2 separate regions of the Sus scrofa genome follow, and region 1 is linked to region 2. A link is a contact called in public HiChIP or PLAC-seq data. All regions are on one chromosome and are shown on one strand. Each heading gives the region's core, a stretch centred on a gene start, on an enhancer-like site or on the middle of the called end of the contact. The rest is flanking DNA. Distances are from core to core; before and after follow the strand shown.

Region 1 (4,566 bases), core at 1,725-4,224, 160 kb after region 2:
TTTTTTTTTTTTTTTTTTTTCAGTGCTGAGCTGAGAAAGTTCAAAAAGAATTGTCAAATGTCTTAAATTCTATTTCTTGCCATTGCCCTCTGAGCCGAACTGAGAGAGATGAAGCCAGTGGAGGCTTGTAGACAGAGGAGTGACGAGATCACCTTGGCTGCTTCCCAAGCACAGATGGCCAGTGTGGCAGGCGGACAGGTTAGGAGTTCAGGGCAGCAGCCTGGGCAGGACACAAGATGGTGTGGGCTGCCTAACCTCGTAGGGATGTGGAGGGTGTGAAGGAGAGTTGGAGGGCAAGCCCTGGCACTTCCTGACACTTTGGATGCATTGCTCCTTGACGGAGGCGGCGAGGATGCTCCCGCTGTTTGGGTGCAGTCCACAGTGGCACTGTTCACTGGAGGAGAAGGTTGAGGAAAGGGACAACACAGGGTTGGAAATGCCCATTGTGTGTCCATGAGCAGGCAGGTAGGGGTGTGTGTCCAGCAGCCTGGAGGTGTGCCAGCCATCACAGGTGCACGGCGAGGAAGGCCGTGGGCTGGACGAGGTCACCTGCCTTCGGGAAGGCAGAGCCCTGGGCACATGCTCAGGTTTGGAGGAGGAGCCAGGCGAGAAGCCAAGTGAAGAAAGTGCTTCAAGGAGAAAGGCGCACTTAGGTGTGCCGAAGGCTGCTGAGAAGGTGAGGGAGGATGATCAGATGAGGGAGGTGGGCGAGCCGCACAGAGATGTGGGGAGCGTCATGGATACTCTCAGGGTAGGTAGGAGTGAGGACGAAGGTGAGGAGAAGAGAGAATGTGCAGCGCAGTGAGGAGACCCCTCTTCATTCCAGAGCTTTTGCTGAGAATGGGAGCAGTGATACGAGGACCCGGCCGAAGGGGAACTGGCTCAGTGTACAGCAGTCTGTACATTCCCGTTTTTTAAGACGGGATCTGTTAGAGATGTTTGCAGCTGGAAATGATCCACGGCAGAGAGAGATGTACAGAAGAAGGGGGCACAATTTAGAAGGAGAGCCTTGAGAAGGTGAGAGGATAAGGGCTCAAGAGCTGGGGGCGGAGGGGGGGGCAGCACGGACCTTGAATAGGAAACCGGACGCTAGGTGCACAGATTCAGGACGAGGCCAATTGTGAGGATAGAGGCTCCGGGCGGAGCCCTTGGAAGTAGGAAGATGCAGGAACACTTGGCCGATTGCTTTGACTTCCTCAGTAAAAGCTAGGTCAGGATCATCAGTGTGAGAGAAGCAGGGGCTGGGGGAGTTTAAGCAGAGGAAGAAAGCTGTGGAGGAGTCATTTTAGAAGGACACAGCAAACATTCTAGGAAAGGGTAGTTGGATTGCTGGGCCATGTTGAGTACACATTTGAAAATATCTGTGAAACGTGTCAACCTAAGGACTTTTTAGACCCCTTCTTAATTGGTATCACGGATCAAGAGCCTTTTTGGAATTTGCTTGGGGATCATTGCAAATATTGTACCCACTGCAGAGCCCTCTGAGGCTGTGACCTCTGAGCCTGGGCCCAGAGCTTTCTCGGCCCAGGATGTTTGGCAGCCACATCAGGCTGTTTTAGTGGCTCAGAGGCAACCCTCGTTTTCTATCCTTAGGACAATGCCAGAAAGGAAAACTCACTATCTGATACAGCCACACCCGCAACTACTAGACTCTTGTCATTTGTGCTACCTGCTTGAGAAATCAGAACTAAGACTATTTTATTTTTTCAGATAGTGTCGATTTTCCCCAAAATAGAAAAATATTGCAGAATTATGGAAAGTTGGAAAACTTTGCTACCAGGAAAATTATGCAGAATATTATAATTCATAAATAACTATGGGTCATATCTTGCTTTGTTTCCTTGGATTGTGTTTATGCATATTATGTGTGCCTGCATAATCACTTACATCTTCATGCATTTAGTGGAATTTTTTTGAATTTTGTTTTTGTTTTGTTTTTTGTCTTTTGTCCTTTTAGGGCCGCACCCGTGAAATATGGAAGTTCCCAGGCTAGGGGTCTAATCAGAGCTGGTGCTGCCGGCCTACGCCAGAGCCACGGCAACACGGGATTCGAGCCTCGTCTGCAACCTATACCACAGCTCACGGCAACGCCGGATCCTTAACCCACTGAGCGAGGCCAGGGATTGAACCCGCAACCTCATGGTTCCTAGTCGGATTCCTTTCCACTGTGCCACAACGGGAACTCCTTGAATGTTTTTTGAATGCTTTTTTTGTATGATAGGCATGGTCCTAGGTATAGGGAATAAAGCGGTGAGCAAATCTGACATATTTCTTCTTCTCACATTCTTCTGGATACAAGCCCTTGCCCATGAACACATAGCCCTGCCCCTCAAACAATAAAATATATTTGCATCTAGCCTTTCTCCTAATATTCCATCATGAGGATGTGCCCGTGGTATCCTGTATTCTCTGAAAGTTTCATTTTCAATTCCATGTTACTATTTCATCCTATGACTGTATCATGGGTTATTTAACCCTTGTCCTATTGCTTAGAGCATTTTGGTTGCTTCTAGCGTTCGAATATAGATGCTGGTTTTTTTTTTTTTTTTTTTTTGGTCTTTTTAGGGCCGCACCCCCAGCATATGGAGGTCCCCAGGCTAGGGGGCGAATCAAAGCTGTAGCCACCGGCTTACTCCATAGCCATAGCAACTCAGGATCCAAGCCGTGTCTGTGACCTACACCACAGCTCACGGCAGTGCTGGATCCTTAACCCACCGATCGAGGCCAGGGATTGAACCTGCGTCCTCATGGATACCAGTCAGATTCGTTTCTGCTGAGCCATGACGGGAACTCCTATAAATGCTATTTTAAGAGCTCCCAAACTCCCACACATCTGTCTCGTTATTTAAATGCATCCTTTCAATCAGGCAAGCTTATCACCATCCAGGATTTCTCTAGCTTTGCTACTCATGAGCTCCTTAGACTGCCTTGCCCAGTCTGCTTGTCCATCCTCACTTCCTCCTACTTTCCCACTTCTCTTTTGCCCTCCAACCCTAGACACACTGGTCCCCCCTCAGCCCCTCCAGAGATGCCAGGGTTCTTCCTTCTGTTCTTCCTTGGAACTTACCATTCCTGCTCCCAGAATATCCCCCTCGCCCCTCCCCAATGTGGCTGACTCCTTTTTAATCAGATCTCTGCATCAATAAATGTCACTTCCTTAGGCCACTTGCTCTTGAAAACCAACTCATCTGAAAAAGTAACCAGTCACTGGGAGTTCCCCTCGTGGCTTAGCAGTTAACGAACCTGACTAAGATCCATGAAGATATGGGTTCAATGCCTGGCCTCATTCAGTGGGTTGAGGATCCAGCGTTGCCATGAGCTCAGATCTGGCGTTGCTGTGGCTGTGGTGTAGGCCGGCAGCTGTAGCTCCGATTTGACCCTTAGCCTGGAAATTTCCATATGCCGTGGGTACGGCCCTAAAATAAAAAAAAAAATTTAAAAAAAGGAACCAGTCCCTTTTTCTCATGTTCCTCCATTTTTAAATTTTGCTATGAACTCATCAGTATTTAATTTCTCATTATCAGTCTGTTTTCCTGTCTGTCCCCCACCTTGAGGCTGTAAGCCCCAGGAGGGTAAGAACCTTGAACTCTTGTCTCTTGCCAAATCCCAAATGTACAGAAGCATGCCTAGCGGGGAGTAAAAGTCCAGGAGTGTTTGCTGCATTAGTGAGTGAGGATTCTGTCTTTGATTTTGAAGGGGCTGTACCTTGGCAATAGATAACTGTAAACACTAGTCTGAAGGAAGGCCGAGTAGAATCATGTGCAGAGTCGTCTTTGGCAATAACGGAGGCCACAAAGTAAGATTTCCTTACAAAACCCAAGTATTTTAATAATAAAACTTTTATTCTCCCATTATTTTTTACAATAAAAGTTTCATATCCGCGTTATTTAGAAATTGGAAAACCTAAAAAGAACACTTATCTTTACCTGTTCCAGTTCCCACTGGGAAAATAATGCATTGAAATGGTCCCGGCAGTTTGATGTACTCCTTTGATTGGGGCTCACTTCGGGGACTAACATCTCTGGAGCAAGCTTTTTCCTGGCGAACTTCTTGATGAGGGTTCCTGCCCCCCTGAGAAACCATCTGTGACCTGAGAAAGCTACATGTGATGTCCTCACCGCCCCTGAGGGCACCGAAGAGGAAGGCGAGGCCCAGAGAGATTAAGAGAAGTTCCCTGAGGCACCAGAGCTAACGAGTGACGGGGCAGGAAGTAGCCCCTGCTTCTCACTCCTCCTTCGGGGAGCTTCCCATCACAGCCCACCAAGCTGGCCCAGTCCCCCATCCTCATCAATGGTCTGCCCCCGCCCCCCCAGTGGTTTACTTATGTCTCGGAACTGAGAGGAAAACTTGCCCAACTCTGAACATCCTGGGAACTCTAGATTTTTATAAAGAGTTGAGTCCTTGGATGATGGCAACCATGCAAGGAGGAAGGTCTCCCCTGAAAGGTAAGACCCTCCGTGAAAACAGGCCGTATCGTGTTCAGGCACTAGGTCAAGTGCAGGAGCAGGTGGACGGTTCCGTAGAAACTTCTCAGGCTAATGCATCCATGAACTGGATGTTCCAGTC
Region 2 (4,905 bases), core at 1,773-4,272:
TGGATTGGCTGTTGTTGTTGATGTCGTTCATATTCTAGTTAATTCTAGATTAGTAATTCTACTAATTCTAGTCCTGATTCTTAGTTAATACTAAGTACTTTTTATTCAAGTTTTTTATTCAAATATCTTGCTAAAATCATTTAAAGATATACATTGATTATTTTATCTCCTCTAAGGAACTTGGAGAATTCCTCCTAAAATCTTCATGAGACTGTTGGTTTGATATCTTTTCATCAGGAATTTAGAAGCAAACTGCTGAAATACAGGTCAGGGAAAATTTCTGTCATTTGTGAATTAAAAGAACTGACATTAAGAATCATGTTAGCTACGTGGGGTCCTCAAATAACAAGGCTTGTTAATAGATCTCTCTCCCCCGTTCATTGACAGCTGACCTGGGATTTTACTGTTTTATTATTTTAGTTTGGGTAGAGAGAATAGAGATGGCGAGTTGGGGGTCTTTCCCTTTACTTGAACCCAGCCTTTTGGGGGCCGTTTGCACTTGTCCAGCCTGGACAGAAGCCCAGTGAGAACCCCCCAGTTTGTGGAGCAATTGTAGAGGAGCATTTGGCAGGAATTTAATGCAGTGGAACTGGGTTTTATACGATGATGTTGCATGTTAAGGACTTAGCTCCATGGTTCCAATAACACTTTGTAAATGTCCCTTTCTGAATCATTTGGAACTTCCTGTAAATAGAGAATGTTCATGGGCAGGTGGGTGGTAGACAAGTGTTAATTTTTCTTCTTTAATCTGAACCTGTAAATCAAATTAGAAAATATTCCAGAGATTAAAAATAGAAAATAAAGTAGGATGTCTACAGTCCTGAGTGAACAGTTCCGGGACAGCGCTGTCATCTCAGCATGATGAACTGTATCAACTTTCACTTTCAAAAGTGCCCTCGGTTGGACAGTTCACTTTATGGTCACCTAAGTAGAAGCCACCTGTTTCCATTTCTACTCATTCTCTCTGGCTATGGCCAGTTTGTTTAGATGCCTTCTCTGTGCTCCTTCAGGAAGACAACCACTAGCTGACAGGCTCATCAGCTCATTAAGCAGTAATGGCTTTTATGGAGTGGCCCAGAAAAAAAAAAAAAAAATAGACCTCATTGTAGGCACTGACCTGCCATGAAGTGTGGGTGTAGGAGAGAAATGTGCCAAATGGAAACTGTCCCCAAGCTTGTGCTTTGAAAAGTATAGTTCCCACACCCCCATGACTATAGTCATGAAAAATCACCTGTCTAATCACTGTAATCAAATCTTATTTGGTACCTGACAAATGACATACTCTCCTCAGTGTGCGGTAAAATTCTCAGTCACTTTCTTTTCCCCCCAGGTAGGGTGATAAGTATGGATTGTTCAGCTGCTAGACTGTCACGTGTGTTGATGCCTCTTTATATCAGGATTAGAGAGGCTTGAGAGAGCAGCTTTAGAGGGGATCAACTGTTCAATGCTAAAAGACCCATAAAAAGGTTTTCATAGTGAAATATAGATTTACAGTAAATCACTGGAGAATTGTATCCATACCAAAATATTTATCAGATTAACAGTGGTTCAAACCTGTGAATGCCCCTCGTACCCATTTTACAGATGAGGAAATTTACATGTCAGGGGGCTGGCTGCCCAGATCAGTGCAAGGCCCAGAGAAATGGCATAGTAGCAGTTTAAATGTTCAATTTTACTCTTCAAAATCTGGGAATTTTCTGCTGCACACCAAATGCTACGGTGTCTTGCTGCCAAGTCTCCATCGATTTTGGCCATTTTAGCCTCCGTTGAACCCATTACATGAGAATGTTGTATCTAGTTGGCGAACGATGGGGGATGATCTGTTGTAAGAGCTTTGCTTCAGGAACATGTAAAAGAGCACAGTCAGGGCCTCAAACCATTCATTACCCGAGCTGGAGCCCATTTCAGGCAGTAGGGCTGAGAGAAGAGGGCAGTGATGGTGGATTCATTTTTATCCCCATGGAACGCCACTCCCCCTTCATAGAAATTGTGTTGTAACGATTGCTAGTTTGTTTAGGGCCATTTGAGAGCATTCAGACCTGCTAACATTGCTAGCATTTGAAGATGCCTTGAAGCGGTCTAAGAATCCACACCCGGAGCTGAGAATGATAAGATGCACCAAGGTGTGCAAAAATAGAAGACATAGGTCATCATGAGAACCCCCAGATCTGTTTTTATTTCAACATATATCTTTCAGACAATAAACAGGCTCTAGGGTAATTTCTCATAACCAGATCAATGCAAGGCCCAGAGAAATGGCGTAATAGCAGTTTTTAATGTCAAATTTCACTCTTTCAAAATCCAGGCATTGCATTAGGAAGAGTTGGGCTCATCCATTTGAAGTGATAAGTGCGAAAGAAGGTATCTGGTATCATAGGCAGGCAAGGGGAAACTACCATAGGACTTTAGTCTCCACGGCTCTGTAGAGACTCTAGAGTCTTTAATTTTAGGAGAGGGATCAGAGTGTATTTTAAATTCTTGGTGGCTCCTGTGGGTCTGCATTTGCCCCCAATGTTTGCTTTTGTGACTCTTTAATTCCTTTGTTCATCCGCAAATACTTATTGAGGACCTGCTACGTACCATGCATGTGCCAGGTGATACATAGACAAGGTTGGGTCTCCTTCTGAGGGAAAAAAAAATAGTCTTGTAGCTGATGTCATGGGCAGCTTAGACACCAGTGCAGGACATGTACGTTAATCAGAGGATCTCGCAAATCATTGTGACATTGAAAGTGTGCCAGGGGCTGCGGAGGAAAAGGGGCTGATGCTGGGAGGGCCAACGACAGGGGGATTAATATAGTCTGGGAGATCTGGGAAGAGGAAGAACAGATTTTCCCGGGAAAAGACGTGTCTTTGCGGATGGCTAGCATATGTGAAAGTCATGTGAAGGGCAGACTTGGTTGTCAAAGGAACGGAAGACCAGAATACCAGGCAAGGAACACTCCAGGCCTGGATTAGACTGGGGAGGAGGCCTCCTCGGGACCATGGGTTTGGGCCTCTTTCAGAAGAGCAGTGGGGAAATCACTGACGTGTTTTACCCAAGGGAGTGATGTGATCACATTTATGTTTTGCAAAGATCTTTCTGACTTCTGTGCATCACTTTTGCATCATTTAAAATTGGTCACAATATGACTGCACTATGACTACTTTTAGAATCTTAACAATTTCTAAAAGAATCAATTGAGCCACTAGTGTCTCCTTCACATTTTAAGCAGCAATTTAACCAAGTGATTTAGCATGAGTATTGCAGCCACTTAAGGATGATAAAGTACCTGGTTATGTGGTTCGCAGACTTTAAAGTGCCTCAGAATCACTGGGGACCCGGAAATGGCATTTTAACAAGTCCCTTAGGTGATTCCAGTGCACGTGGTCCTGACTCCACTTTGAGAAACTTCGTCCTAAGAAAGTGCTAAGGAGTGAAAATAGAATTATAAACTTCAAGGAAGAAGCTTATTAGGCAGCCAATAGATGATGGACCCTCGTTCTTGCCTGGGTTTCAACTTGAACCTGTTCTCCCAATACTGGCGGGATTTTCTTCCAGCACACCTGAAATGGATTCTAAATCCTTGGAGTTTCTTCTAATTTATTTCCTAATCCTTCCATATGCAGCTGTTTTCGCAGATCGGTGGCTTACTAGCTCTCGGTCTCTGATATTTTACTTTTCATTTCATCACCATTTATTGAGAATCTTCTTGTATATGTCCCACATGAGGCTGTGAGGCAGGGCAGTGGTGGGGAAGCTGGCCCGGGGAGGAGGGTCAGGAGCCCTTTCATGGGTTCTGCTTACTTGGCCGTCTGGAGCAGCAGACAGAGTACTTTGCACAGGGGAGAGACCAGTCTGGAGTTACCACAATATGGGATTGTTTCCAGGGACGCAAAGGGCCGGAGATACCAGGATACTTTGGAGGGTCTCCTTTAGCTGCTCTGTTCTCTGGTACCCTCTTAAAATTCTGCTCAGAAGCCATTCGTGGCGGGGGGGGAGAGTAGGCTCACCGCTGTTCCCCAGTGTGTGTTAGAGCCCAGAATTCCTTCTCAGTCGAAATCAGGTTGAAATGACTATTAAAGGCAAACTTAGAGCCGAAAAGAAATGGCAGAAAAGTCACTAGGCAATTTGGTGGCGAGAGAAGAGACTGCGGTGCCCCGAACCCGCATCTCCCCATGGCCAACATGACACAACTCAGAAGTCACCTCTTCTGGGAGCCCTCCTTGATTTCCTGGTATCCCCTCAAAGGACACAGTCAGTGCTTCTCTGGGCTGGCATTTACCATGCCTCTTTACACTCTGATTCCTGTCTTTGTTCCTGAGTAGACTGGCGGTCCTGGGGGCTAATAGTCCCTGGCCTGAGTCCATAACAGGTGCTCTGTCAGTGTTTGCAGGAGGATGCCCTGTGGTGCGTGTATAGGAGCACCGCATCCTTTCGGAAGAGCCCTTTCAAATGGCTTCTTGGTCCCCGACTCAGGGCCTCACGGACACGCGGTTCAGGGATGGCTGGCATGTTAATTCTCATCGCACTCAGTTTCGCTGAAGCCCAGTCCCGCCTGAGGTCACGGTGACGGAGGCGTGGGCCAGACCAGATGTCAGATGTGGGGAGGACAATGGCCCCTGGCTTTGCAGTGCCCTAATCCTGTGGTGGCAGTGGTTTCTGCTTTCCGGCCACTCCACTGTGCCCAGATCTACCCTGCGTGTAATGAACATTCCAGGGAACTCCACCATTGTGTCACTGCATTACTGCCTGCAAAAGTATTTATACCTCATGTGTCTGCTTGTAATTCTCTCCGAGTCACGGAAAAGCCTGTGGGGCAGAGATATTAGGAGAGCATAAGTTGGAAGAATGTAGAAAACATTTTTTGGCTTACACCCTGAAACTTCTACCCCCTCTGTGCCTCCATCCACAGTTCAGCCAGTG

What was found. HiChIP or PLAC-seq counts read pairs in DNA pulled down with a chosen protein or histone mark.
Region 1: an H3K27ac HiChIP or PLAC-seq map of alveolar macrophages shows a contact between it and region 2. The contact joins two enhancer-like sites.

What each region holds. Positions count from the first base shown.
Region 1 is chr18:36,957,432-36,961,997 of Sscrofa11.1, forward strand. The region is part of intron 9 of ELMO1 (engulfment and cell motility protein 1); the gene reads left to right. Among named protein-coding and RNA genes, the nearest start is that of ELMO1, 200 kb to the left of the region's middle. Within about 2 kb of position 2,975, at least 1 of the 83 cell types and tissues checked has an H3K27ac peak or open chromatin away from gene starts, as enhancers often do. A contact at or near this core is called in alveolar macrophages, where this site is marked.
Region 2 is chr18:36,796,324-36,801,228 of Sscrofa11.1, forward strand. The region is part of intron 5 of ELMO1 (engulfment and cell motility protein 1); the gene reads left to right. Among named protein-coding and RNA genes, the nearest start is that of ELMO1, 44 kb to the left of the region's middle. Within about 2 kb of position 3,023, at least 6 of the 83 cell types and tissues checked have an H3K27ac peak or open chromatin away from gene starts, as enhancers often do. A contact at or near this core is called in alveolar macrophages, where this site is marked.